Regions from separate parts of the Mus musculus genome. Here regions 1, 2 and 3 are each linked to region 4. Evidence: chromatin contacts called from public HiChIP or PLAC-seq and promoter capture Hi-C data. All regions are on one chromosome and are shown on one strand. The core of a region is the stretch at or near the end of the contact, and the rest is flanking DNA. Distances in the headings are between cores, read along the strand shown.

Region 1 (2,778 bases), core at 18-2,517, 320 kb after region 4:
AGTTGAAACAGCAGCACTCAGGCTCAGTGGCCACTTTCAAAGTTAGAGCAGATTCAAAAGGAAGGCAGGAAGCAAGAGGGAGGCAGGACTCTGGAGGAGGCTGAGGGGGAGTGAACATGATTAAAACAGCACACACAGTGAAATCCTCCGCAGACAAGCACACACACAGAAGCTAACACATGAGAAATAAAATCCCAGCATGGGGCTGGGCAGTCCAGTCAGTTCACCAGTTTGGAGCACTTGTTGATCTTGCAGAGGACCCAAGTTTAGTTCCCAGCACCTACAAGGCAGCTTACAACCATCCATAACTCCAGTCCCAGGGTATCTGAGCCCCTCTTCTGGCCTTCAAGGGCACCAGGCACACACACAGTGCACAAAAAAACATGCAGGCAAAACACTCATACACAAAAATAAAAAGACAAATCTAAAAAAAAAAGTACTAAAACCTCAGATTAAAGGACCCTCCCCAGGGAGAGAGGAGAGAGAATTTTCGGAGGGGAAACTAGGAAAGGGGCTAACATTTGAAATGTAAATAAAGAAAATATCTAATGAAAAATAAAATAAATTAAAAAATGAAAAAAGGCCCCTCCCCCCCCCCCAGGCCCAGCACTGGCTAGTTCTCCATTTGCTCGAGTTTAAAGCTGCTGCGCCCCGCCCCTCCACAGAGGGAAGCTTTTCTGACAGGCAGGTTCTGGGGACAACAGGAACATCTGTTTATATAAGTGTCAGTAGTTTCAAATAACCTCACCGGGCTGAGCTTAGGGCCATCCCTACTGGGAAATGGCTTAGAATCAAGTGGCTGCCCCCACACAGCGTTTCCTTATAGGAAAGGCTCTACGTTACTGACTTCACTTTTGAAATATTCATAAGCTTACTCTATAAATTAAAAAAAAAAAACAGAACAGGACATGAGGGGCTTCAGCCTTTCTCAGAGGAGCTAGGGTGATTTGTAAATGGATAGGGTGAGAAGGAGGCCTATCTGGATATGCTGGCATGTCACTATTATCCCAACTCAGGAGGCAGAGATAGGAAAATCACAAGTTCAAAGCCAGGCTATATAGCAAGGTCCTGTCTAAAAATAATTCTTAATAACAGTCTTAAAGAGGCTCTGGAAGGACATGTAATTCTGGAGCAAGGATGGCTTCCTACGTAAGAAGTCAGTCACAGAATCTCCGCTTCCTCCGGATCCTAGTCAGATATGACGCTATCTGAGTCAGTATGGCCCAATAACCCATGCAGTAGATAACCTTGTGGTTACTGTGGCCGGTCCACTCTTGGGCTGGGTGCTTCCTGTGCTCGTTGCAGTCACAAAACCACCACTGGGGCTCGCTTTCAGAGAGGAGAGAGCCGGCTGCAGATGTGGCTCCATTGGTCGGGTGCTTGCCCGGCATATACAAAGCGTGGTCTGCATAAAGCTAGGTGCGTGCCTGTAAAGCCAGTGCATAGGAGGCAACGCTCAAGGCCAGCCTGGACTGTCTGCGATCTTGTGACAGATGAAAAGAGGGAAAGGAAAGGGAAAATGGGAAAGAAGCCAGGGAAGTGGGTGCCAAGAGGACAATGTGGGGTGTCTCCTGCCCATGCCACTCAGAGCTGCCCGTCTGCTCCTCGTGTGGCTGCGGCACTTACAAGCTATCTAGTCATGGCTTTGTATCTGGTGGCTGTACATGGGAGCCTAGGATTCTGCAAGCTCACCTCAGAAATGGATATTTTAAAAAATGGTGGGCAAAAATATTAATTCATACATATCCATCTGGTTGTTTACAACCATACTCGTGTACTAAGAGGCAAGACTCAAATCCCAGTGGCTAAGCTCGATTCTGCACCAACTGGGAGCATTCGACAAGATCATGGGCAATTCCCGTGCACGTCGAGGTTGGAGAAACCCTGAGCAGGAGAGCACAGAAAAGAGAGCGCATGGCAGTCCCAGAGACAGCTCAGACACGTCCACTGCAGGTCAAACAGTGGCAGCGTGCACCCAAAGAACAGTGAGAGTCGTTTAAACGCAGCCAAAGACCTGAGAGGTTACAAATAAACACTAATCTGAGAAGGGAGTGAAACCCACTTTAGAGCAAACATGTCTTTTAAATCTGTATCAGAAGCTTTGAGAAATATGATGGGACAGCTGAAGAGGAGGAGGAAGAAGAAAGGGGTATTTATTAATCTGTATGTGACAAGAGCAAGAGTAATGCCAGGGGAAGTTCCTGTCCACTAAACGCCTGGCAGAGGCGGGGCCCAGGCTTTCTGTTTACTGTGCTGGAGACTGCTCACAGTCTGCCCTGTGCTGGGGAGAGCAGTGGCTTATTTGGATATTTAGATATGTTACTTCCCGGAGGATGGATAAGACCTCCCCACACACAGACACACAGCCACTATAGAAATGACAGTGATCTGGTCCAGCTTGCCTTTTGGTAAGAAAAACTGTGTCTAGCAGTTACAGTTACGGTGCATATAAGTGAGAGAAGACACACCTAACCCTTGAGAGACTTGGAAGCCCCAGGGAGTGGGGGGTTGGGGGTGGACATCCTCTTGGAGATGGGGAGTGCAGAGTGGGAGAGAAGGAATGGGACGAGAAACTGTCAGAAGGCAGACCAGGAGGGGGATAATGAATACAAATTAAAAAACAAAAACAAAAACAGGCAGGCTCTCACACTATTCAGGTTGGCCTTGAATTCAATCTGCAGCTGAGGGTGACCTGGAACTTCTGACGTCACCTTGATTTCCTCAGGGTGCAGACTATGAGTGAACACCTCCCATACTCATTTAAGCCGTGCTCAGGAT
Region 2 (3,073 bases), core at 79-2,578, 510 kb after region 4:
TGGCTACAGCAACAGGGTGGTGGACCTCATGGCCTACATGGCCTTCAAGGAGTAAGAAACCCTGGACCACCCACCCCAGCAAGGACACTGAGAGCAAGAGAGAGGCCCTCGGTTGCTGAGGAGTCCCTAGCCCAACTCTGAGCATCTCCCTCACAATTTCCATCCCAGACCCCCATAATAACAGGAGGGGCCTAGGGAGCCCTCCCTACCCTCTTGAATACCATCAATAAAATTCGCTGCACAATACATATATATATATATATATATATATATATATATATATATATACGCCTAAAATGTAAACTTTTGCTGTTGATCTTGAGTGGGCCATAGTGTTTTATAGCCCAGGGTGACTTCAGACTTCCTATGAAACTGAGGCTGGCCCAACCCTCCTGTGTCTGCTGGGATTACAGCTGAGTATTGGCATTGCCGTCCCTAAAATGTACCTTTAAAAATGATTAAAGAGGCAGAGAGATGGCTCAAATGTAATAAATTTTTAAAATGACAATTAAAATGTTACTCTGTAATTTTTGTGTTTAAGATACTAGTTAGATATTTTATATGATTTTTAACTAGTGTTTTATTATTTTATAGGCATGAGTGTTTTACCTGCATGTATGTATGCAGACCGTGTGTGTTGGGGGTGCTTTCAGGGGCCAGAAGGTGCTTTCCTGGAACCAGAGGTACAGAAAGTTGTGAGCTACCATGTCAGTGCTGGGAATCTAACCTGGGTCTTCTGGAAGAGCAACGAGGCATCTTGACTGCTGAGCCATCTCTCCAGCTCTTAGTTAAAGTATTTTAAATGATGCATTTTACGTTTTATACATAGTAACATGACAAAATCATTTATTTCCAGAAAATATTAAATAGCCCATTCAAGAGAATGTACCTAGAAAGTAACCAAGCTATTTGAACAGAGACCTGCAATGGCCCTTGAGCTGATGTTCTGTGTACCTGAAAGCCTATGACTTCTGGATTCTTATCATCACTGCCTTGTGTGACCTTATGCAAACTAACCCTAAAAGACCTCTCTCTCCTCAACTATCAGATAATAAGACTGAAGTCTCTTTGACAGCTTTGGCTAGCTGCAACCTGATGACATTAATTATTAACTGTGCAGCACTTTTGACATTACAGCACGCACTCTGAAACCTTGATCTTAATCTGATAGCATTTGCCTCTGGGAGGATCCATAGCGCAGAAGCCCCAGGGAGATGACCAACTCTCTGCTCTTTAGCCAGCTCCTCCTCCAGGAGTTCGTCCTTAATCTGAGCCAGCCCTTGTGGAGGCCAAATTCCCTCTCCTCTCCCTTTTCTGGGTGAGGACTCAGGCTTGGAGACACTCCAGGATAAACTTCTGCAGGCCAAGAGATAACACGTCTTCAAGGTGACAATCAGAAACGCCTTTTAAAAGTTCTCCTTCTCTGCTGAAATTGCTGTAGCTTCTCCACTCCACAGCTGGCCATCTGCCTACACCTGGCTGCCATGTGGGAACTTGTGGGTCTCTTGCTGCTCATCCTGGCCTATTTCTTTTGGCCCAAGTCAAAGACACCTAATGCCAAGTTCCCCAGGAGCCTTCCATTCCTGCCCCTGGTGGGTAGTCTACCGTTTCTCCCCAGACGTGGTCATATGCATGCCAACTTCTTCAAGCTGCAGGAAAAGTATGGTCCCATCTATTCTCTTCGCCTGGGTACCACAACTGCAGTGATTGTCGGTCACTATCAGCTGGCCAGAGAAGTGCTCGTGAAGAAGGGGAAAGAATTCTCTGGTCGGCCCCAGATGGTAAGCAGTGCCAACCCTCCTCTTCCTCGGTCCCTGGGGTTGTACAGTTCTTATTTCTTTCAAAATCAGACTTGTGGGACTGCTCCCTCAAGACCCTACCGAACCTCTAAACTGGGAAGGAGGAATTAACGGGAAAACCCTTGAATGGCTTGTCTAGCAAGATGGTGCAGGGACCTGCAGAGCTGAGAAGCCTGTATGCCACTCACCTTCCCCTCTATGATACGATAATCATTCTAGAATATCCAGGCAAAGCCTTTAGCCCAGACCCAGAGCTAAAGTTCTCTATAAGTGTGACATTGTTGGGAAATAGGGCAGTGATTGCATCCTCCACCAGAAGATGCTTGGAGAAGCGGCTGGCATCATGGAGGGCTAGGACTGCAGTTTCTCTTATATGGCTTTGGCTCACAGATAGCTGGGGGAATATTACAGGGGGAGAGGGGACAAGGGACAGGGACATACAGTAGTATCTTGGGGCATCTGTTCTCATTTGTGCTGACTGTTGAGTAGCCATCCTACAAACACCACCTGTGCTCCCATGACCCTGTTGCAAGTGTTCCCCTGGGTACCCCGATAGAGGACGACCAGCCTCAGCTTTTAACAGGCCAAAACAAATTCCTTTTCCATGCGCTGGTCAGCCAGCGTGGCTGCCCAACTGCCAGGCTCTCTCAGGTTTGGGTTCCTCTCAGAAGCAAAGGAATAAACTGGGCCAGGTGACGGCAGCACACGCCTTTAAGGCTAGCACTTGGGAGGCAGAGGCAGAGGCAGGTAAATCTCTGGGTTTGAGGGCAGCCTGGTCTTGCCAATGCTATACGGGGAGAAGGAAGGAAGGAAGGAAGGAAGGAAGGAAGGAAGGAAGGAAGGGAATAAAACCATCACCACCACCCTGTGAATAAGAGACTAGCCTGGTGGGTTTTGGGGAGAGTCGGGGATGGAGAATGAAGACTTAGACCCTTGTGTTTTGTAGATGGCATCTTTTAGAGATGATAGCTCAAGCTTAAGTCCAACCTGGGAGGATCAAACATCTGCTGTCTCCAAATGAGGATCTGAGGCTGGGTGCACAGGCCAGCAAGTATGGCTTTAGCAGCCTGGTGGTTGGGGACAAAAATAGAGCTGTCTTGGAAGTCTCTCAGTCTCCTCGTCCCTAGGACAGACTCACCTAGCTCATCCCACCCATAGCTGACTCTCCAGGTCAAAAATTGAACTAGAGAGTCCCAGAGGGCACCCTACTAATGACCTGAACCCCAGGGCTCTTGCATTCAAATCCAGGGTTCTTTCTGTCTCCTCGCTCTACT
Region 3 (3,000 bases), core at 258-2,757, 310 kb before region 4:
TTTGATCGCCTCTGCAAGGAAATGTACCCTAGGGGCCGAGGGTCTTTATTTTTCATTCTGAGGATGGGCCATGAATAAAGGACTCGAGGGAAGGGAAAGGGAGCACGGAACACACTTCTATTATGTCCTTAGCTCTGCGTCTCAGAATAATGGCGGCCCTGCATGATGTCTGCGGCAACCGCTGACATCCGTGCCATACTGAAACAAGTGGACAATGAATTTACTCTCGGATGAGTGGCATGCTCCTCCACTGAGTTGTTAGCATAGCCGTTGTTTTCCCATAGCCCTTTGTAAGTAGCAGGCAAGCTTTACCTCAGGGAAGCAGTGTGGAGCTGAGTTGGGGAGTTGCTAGTGCATACAGCCTGGGGAGTGTTTTCTGGAAGCCTGGAGCCTGGGGAGGGTTTCCAGATAAGTAGACCCCGAGGCAATGCAGACTGGAATGTCTTCTCTGACAGTCCCGTGGCAGAGGCCAGGATGACAGGGCTGGGATTGCAGGGGTGGGGATGGCAGAGGCTGAGATGGCAGGGATGGGGATAGGAGGACTCCTGTGCTGAGGCTCTGTGATGTCTCTGAGAAGGGCGGGACCTCAGCCTGGGTCATAGCTTCAGCTAAGATTCCAGGCCTAAATTTGCTAAGGAGGGGACCACAAATGTCCTGTCCTGAAGGGACATGAAGTTTGAACCCTGCTCTATCAGCGTAGGCTTTGGCCTCAGAAGGATGGTAGCTCTGTCCTGTTCTCCAGCTGTTTAATTCTAGAGTCCCATGGATCCTCAGGGAAGGGTGAACCTGTCTCATTCACCCTCCCACTACCTCCCGCCAGCCTAGAGGACAAAGGCTCGCCTGAGACAACTGAAATTAAAGAAAAAGGAAATGACAAGTCTCAAGCACTTGAGTTTTGAAAGTAAATCTCATAAAGGCACAGTTAGAAGAAATTCCCGGTAACTCTCAGAATGAGGTCATTCTACACGCCTGTGTTTCAGAATGCTGTTTTGAGTGGGAAGGAACGGCATAATGTCACAGTTTGGTTCTGGAGACATTGTTGGTTATTCTCCCAAGGACAAAAAAGCCCGTCCTGCATCACTGCAGAAACACAATTGGAAACCACTCCTTAGAGACGGTGGGAGAGGGGTTGACAAGATGGCTCAGCGGGGATAAGCAGTTGCCTCAAAGCCTAATGATTCCATTTCAACCCCCAGAACATACATGGTGGAAGGAAAGAGCTCATTCCTAAGCTGTCCCATACTCTACATAAGTGTTGTAGAACACAGAAACACTCTGTGTGTGTGTGTGTGTGTGTGTGTGTGTGTGTACAGTGTCTTGGCAGGGTCCACCCTTTTATAATCTACCCTGTCCCACAGGGTATGCCTTTGACATACTAATGAGCAAGGAAAATGACCTGTAACTCTGGTATGACCCTGCTTGCACCTGGCTATGCAGGAGCAAGTGGATGCTGGTAAGTGAGCAATGCATTCCAACTCAGAAGATGCCAAAAACCTCTGAGCCATGCGTGAGTCTTCTCTCAACATGAAGGAGCATGATGACTTACATACTGCAGTGGCAGCTGCTAGCCCAGCCCAGCCCAGCCCAGCCCAGCCCAGCCCAGCCCAGCCCAGCCCAGAAACTTCAGTATTGTCAGCAAGCTCTGCCTGTGCCTGCTGCATCTGCTTGCGTCTGGGCTTGCCTGCCCTTGGTGAAGGGCAAGGAATGGGACCTGCTCTCCTGGAAAAGACAGCTGGCTTGGGAATGCTGGTCTCAGCACTCCAGTAGGGGTTGGGCCACCAACACAGGCAGACTTGGAATTTTCCATCAAATGAGTCATAAGGCACATGATTTATAACTTTGAGGTACAAAAGGGTTTTGACCTCAGGCTTTAAATTTTTTTATAGCAACATTTAAACATTGGTTACCATCTGTATATAAGAAAAAGTGTGTGTGTGTGTGTGTGTGTGTGTGTGTGTGTGTGTGTGTGTGTGTGTGTGTGTATCTTTGGCAGTAGAACTTACTTACAGGGCAGGTAGACCAGATAGCCCATGCCTACTGCAGTGGTTCAGGGGAATTAGTATCAAGGCAGCGAAACAGAGATCAGGCAATACAACAGAACCTGAGACAGACAGAAGATGATAAGTAAGGTATGCCAGGCAGACCACAGCAAACACTTCAGGATTGTCAGACTTGTGGGGTCAGGGGTGGGGCTCCGGATTGCTTTGGAGTCTGAACTGGTGACAGAAGAAATGCCGGAAGAGGACATTCGAAAATAAGGAGTTCCATGTAGAAATGGACTGGAGAGACGGCTCCACCGTTAAGAGCACTTCCTGCTGCCAACACAAGAAACACAACTATTATCTCAAAGGATACCAGAAATAGTTAATTTTGGAGCCAAATCTGAGTGACCATGGCCCGGGAATACAGATTTAGGTGACCTCAAATTGTGTTCCAATGTGGAAGGAGTTTCATGAAGTGTTTATGGTAACAAAACAAAGTCCTAAATCAAGATGCTTTTAAATACATAGGTGGATACATTAGGCAGTTAGGTTATAGCAATACAGGGAGCACTCTAGGCCTGAGGCTCTAGCTGAGAACATTCTGAGTCCTTTGATTGGTGGAACTAGGGTTTGCTAATACATCCCAAAAGGTTTTTATCGGTTAGTCACAAGGTCTTGGACCTGACTTTGTCAGTTATGGGCTTAGTCATGGGCTGTTAGGTCCAACACAGAGGTAGGTGGACAGAGAAGGACCATTTAGGGGCTAAAGAGAGCCCAAACGGACTGTAACTAGGCATTGGACCAGCAACACCCCAGCCTCTTCCCATCTCAAGTTCTTGCCAGGAGTTCTCGTCCACACTGCTTTTCCTTCCACAGGACCTCAGTTTGATTCTCAGAGCCTAGATTGAGTGGCTTCCAACCAACAGAACCTAGAAGAGGTATAGCTTCTTTAATCCCAGCTCCAGAGGCAGGCAGATTTCTGTGAGTTCAAGGCCAACCTGGTCTATCTAAATCAAGA
Region 4 (3,154 bases), core at 384-2,883:
AATTGTTCTTATTGCTGTTTAGGAAGCCCTGGGACTTTTAGCTATCACTGTGCCCCTAGAACTAAGTGCAACCTGTCTCTAATAAAGATGAAAAAAAAAAAAATCAGCTTTCCAGAGAGAATTAGCTGGGTCCAGGCGCCCAGGAAACCAAGCAGCATCTTCCAAAGGTCAGAGACATGTTGGAAGCTGGAAGGCCTGGGGCAGAGCCTCGGGCCTCCCCCAGAGGGTGCTGGATGGGCCATAGACAGCAAACCCTCCCGATAACGTTCCATCTGTTTGGAAGCTCCCTTCCCCTCTTTCTAGGGTTCAGACCAGATACTTTGTCTTTGGATGCACAAAACAAACAAACAAACAAATAAACAAACAAAACCAAACAACCTGACTCAGACGGTGCAAAAGATCACCCACTTGCAAAGACCCCGGGAGCACGCGTCTGCCCTTCTAGTCCTGAATCTCTAAGACCCTCTGCTTGGAAATGCAACTAGTGCTTCCAGCGGGATCTCCCCCAGCCCTAGGCAAATGCAAAAAAGACCACAATGACTCTCTTGGGAGGCTCATCTGGAAAAACCTAGGTTTCCCTCCACACTGCCCTATCCAGCCGGCAAATGTTTTTCCCACCTCTTCTCACCGCTTAGCATCACTGGAGGGGACTCCAGTGACGTTGCCAGGGCAGATAAGGAGAATTGCGCAGACCCCCACCGACCGCCATCCTCCCTCATCTCCACCATCAGCACCGGTCAGCTGCCACCACAGCCCACCTCCACTGTCAGAAGCGCCTCTCCCGCCCTCCAAATGCACACAACAGGTGGCACCTGCCGGTCGTCCCCAACCGCACCCCTGCCCACCACTCCACCTGCGCCGCAACCCTCCCTGCAATTGCTCCCCGGTCAGCGAAGCCTACCTTTGAGGTTCTGGGGGTGGCCCCGCGACGCGCGGCTCGGGTTTCCTCGCTGCAGAGAGGAGACACTGGAGAAGTTGTTACCCATGGCATCGGCCCCCCGGGGGTGCTCCGGCGGGAGCCAGGCAAGGCTGGGCAGGAGCGGAGGAAAGGTGTGCAAGTGTGTGCGCGCGCGGGTGCGCGCTGCCAGGGGAGGGCCCTGGCGGGGCTGCGACCGGGGGCGGGCGGTTTGCTGTCTCCGGCTCTCCCTGGGCTTGGCGGTCTTCGCTCGGCGGGTCCTGCCCGCCGTGGGGGTCCTCGCGCCACCCGGCTACCGGGCTCCCATGCCCCGCGCCCGGGGCGGCCCGGCCCCTGGGCCCCGGCCCGCGGCGCGAGCCGCTGCGCTCTGCCTGGTGCTGGAGCTCGGATTCCGGCTGCGGGTGGGCGGCGCAGCGGCGGCGCGCTCCCCGCGGGCCATAGAGTCGGGGCTCGGCGCGCGGCTGCTCGGAGGCTCGTCGGCGGGCTCGGTCCCCGCCCGCGGGGACGGCCGCGGCGACGTGCGTGGCGCCCTCCCGCCCGCGGGTGAGCTTGCAGCGCCCGGCTCGTGTGGACCGCCCCCGCTCCCGCCAGGTCCCTCCCGAGGCCGCCGCCCCCAACCCCCGCCCTAGCGTCGCCAGGACTCCGGGGCTCCGGTTGTTATGGCGACAGCTGCGCAGGTTAATGAGCGTCTTAGTGACACGCGCGCGCCCGCTCTGCCAGATGTGGGTCTCGGGGCGCGCCGCGTTCCCGCTGGCTATAAGTTCTCGAAGGCGCGCGGGACCCAGGGTTGGGGGCGGCACTGCTCCGGACCTGACGTCAGGAATAGATGGGAGCTTCGGAGGTTGAGCGTCTCCCTGTCCTGGGACATAGAACCTGAAAACAAGAGGAAGAGGACCGCCACAACGCTGGGAGCCCCGGAGCCAGGGCGTGGCGAGGTAGCCCTAATGGAGGCTCCCTAGCACGGGATTCAGGGCCTGGCACGTGTTAAAACGCTCAGGAGTGAGTGGATAATGAATTAAGACAATTGAGATCAGGAATACAGTCACCTCCCCTTCGCTGTAGTTGGAACTTCCAATCAGAACCCCAGTCAGACCATTTCCTGACTGTTCAAACATCCTTTGCATGTTCAAGAACGGAGAACCACAAGACCAGAAGCAAGCCGATGGGACCCAGCTCAGGTACAAACCATGAGAGAGATATCGGTTCCAAGTTGAATTATTCTGTCAGCTGGAAAACTAAGAGATTGGGGAAGGGATAGAGGGGGTGCTATAGCCTATAGTAGACCAAGGTGGCTTCCTCGAGGAAGGGGGCAGTCTGTAAATGTCCTGTTCACGTGACTCTTCCATCTGTGTAGCTCAGCACTGCTACCTGCAGGAGGGACCAGGAAGTCATCTTGGATCTGGGGCGGTTATTTCTCCCAGTGTATCATGGGGGAGAAGACAGTCCGTCTGTCCATCTCACACCTTCATCAGCCTTGCTGCTTCTCGGGGCCATCGCTCACTCTAACCGGACTTTCCCAACTCGGATCCAGAGTGAGCCCTGGGTCATGAGTGGGACACAGACATCTCCTCCATCCTTTTCTGGAAGTTTCTCCATAGGACCCATCCTCAATGTGTAGGCACAGCTCTTTCCTGACCACCCCAGCTAAGCATCTCTGCCTCTCTCTATCATTCTCCATAGGGTCATCCCATTCTCTTCGTGGCTTTTATATGACTTTGCCTAAAAGTAGCCTTTTCTGCTTGGTTAGATTCGGCTTCTCTTGATAGAGAATAAGCTTGCTGAGGGGAGAGTCGGCCAGCCACTTTCCTCACAGTGTTCTAGCTCCCAGGGCAGGGACATGCGGATTCTCAGAAGTATTTGTACAGTGAATGGATCCCCATGCCTGCCAGCAGTAAAATCCTACTGTGATCTTTAGACATCATCTCTGATCCCCTTTAGCCCCCTGTCCTGCCTTTTACTCTCCTCTGATTGCACATGTTATATCCTTAAGTTTCAGAGACTCCAGGCAAGCTAGAAATACCTGTGAAAGGTATGCTCTGGTGTTTGAGGAGAAAGACAACCAGGCCCCCAGTCCCAGCCCCAGCCCCAAGCCTCTGGGGTGCCTGGGATCAGGTGCTGACTGGCTACAGAATGGTCAGGGACTGGTGTCTTATTTATAGGCGGTGTCTTCCCAACACTTATTCCCCAAATGATGATTCATTTGTCAGCAATCTGTGGGCTCTTAACAGCTACATACAT

Evidence for each region. Promoter capture Hi-C pulls out the DNA fragments that hold promoters and counts their contacts. HiChIP or PLAC-seq counts read pairs in DNA pulled down with a chosen protein or histone mark. Capture Hi-C pulls out chosen DNA fragments and counts their contacts.
Region 1: an HNF4G HiChIP or PLAC-seq map of pancreatic cancer cells shows a contact between it and region 4. The contact joins the enhancer-like site here to the promoter of Neurl1a in region 4. A contact is called at or near these places in 2 of 39 promoter capture datasets (embryonic stem cells and hippocampal neurons), 1 of 15 datasets of contacts at CTCF or cohesin (embryonic stem cells), 14 of 484 Hi-C or Micro-C datasets (the G1E-ER4 cell line, the N1E-115 cell line, cortical neurons and 3 more), 1 of 115 datasets of contacts at active chromatin or transcription factors (pancreatic cancer cells) and 1 of 9 other capture datasets (embryonic stem cells).
Region 2: a contact with region 4 is called in a promoter capture Hi-C map of liver. The contact joins the promoter of Cyp17a1 here to the promoter of Neurl1a in region 4. A contact is called at or near these places in 12 of 39 promoter capture datasets (the 3T3-L1 cell line, the C10 cell line, the HPC-7 cell line and 8 more), 2 of 15 datasets of contacts at CTCF or cohesin (embryonic stem cells and stem cell-derived epiblast-like cells), 26 of 484 Hi-C or Micro-C datasets (B cells, the C10 cell line, the G1E-ER4 cell line and 13 more) and 1 of 9 other capture datasets (liver).
Region 3: a contact with region 4 is called in a promoter capture Hi-C map of embryonic stem cells, with 6 times the contacts expected there. The contact joins the enhancer-like site here to the promoter of Neurl1a in region 4. A contact is called at or near these places in 11 of 39 promoter capture datasets (the 3T3-L1 cell line, the C10 cell line, the HPC-7 cell line and 5 more), 1 of 15 datasets of contacts at CTCF or cohesin (pro-B cells), 20 of 484 Hi-C or Micro-C datasets (B cells, the C10 cell line, the HL-1 cell line and 11 more), 4 of 115 datasets of contacts at active chromatin or transcription factors (T-cell acute lymphoblastic leukemia, acute myeloid leukemia, embryonic stem cells and 1 more) and 3 of 9 other capture datasets (adipose tissue, embryonic stem cells and macrophages).

The regions. Positions count from the first base shown.
Region 1 is chr19:46,862,205-46,864,982 of GRCm38.p6, reverse strand. The region is part of intron 4 of Cnnm2 (cyclin M2); the gene reads right to left. Among named protein-coding and RNA genes, the nearest start is that of Nt5c2, 99 kb to the left of the region's middle. Within about 2 kb of position 1,267, at least 93 of the 459 cell types and tissues checked have an H3K27ac peak or open chromatin away from gene starts, as enhancers often do. A contact at or near this core is called in the G1E-ER4 cell line and pancreatic cancer cells, where this site is marked.
Region 2 is chr19:46,671,255-46,674,327 of GRCm38.p6, reverse strand. It overlaps Cyp17a1 (cytochrome P450, family 17, subfamily a, polypeptide 1), which reads left to right and starts at 1,328. Exons shown (of 8, transcript NM_007809.3): 1 at 1,328-1,781. The coding sequence starts at 1,485. All of the region lies in intron 1 of Gm41857 (predicted gene, 41857), which reads right to left. It also overlaps the pseudogene Gm6967. RefSeq lists a cis regulatory region at 1,088-1,187 and a promoter at 411-1,460.
Region 3 is chr19:47,490,663-47,493,662 of GRCm38.p6, reverse strand. No RefSeq gene overlaps it. Among named protein-coding and RNA genes, the nearest start is that of Gm41858, 6.8 kb to the right of the region's middle. Within about 2 kb of position 1,507, at least 77 of the 459 cell types and tissues checked have an H3K27ac peak or open chromatin away from gene starts, as enhancers often do. A contact at or near this core is called in the HL-1 cell line, bone marrow-derived macrophages, embryonic fibroblasts and 3 more, where this site is marked.
Region 4 is chr19:47,177,299-47,180,452 of GRCm38.p6, reverse strand. Neurl1a (neuralized E3 ubiquitin protein ligase 1A) reads right to left here and starts at 1,633. Exons shown (of 6, transcript NM_021360.4): 1 at 902-1,633. The coding sequence starts at 986.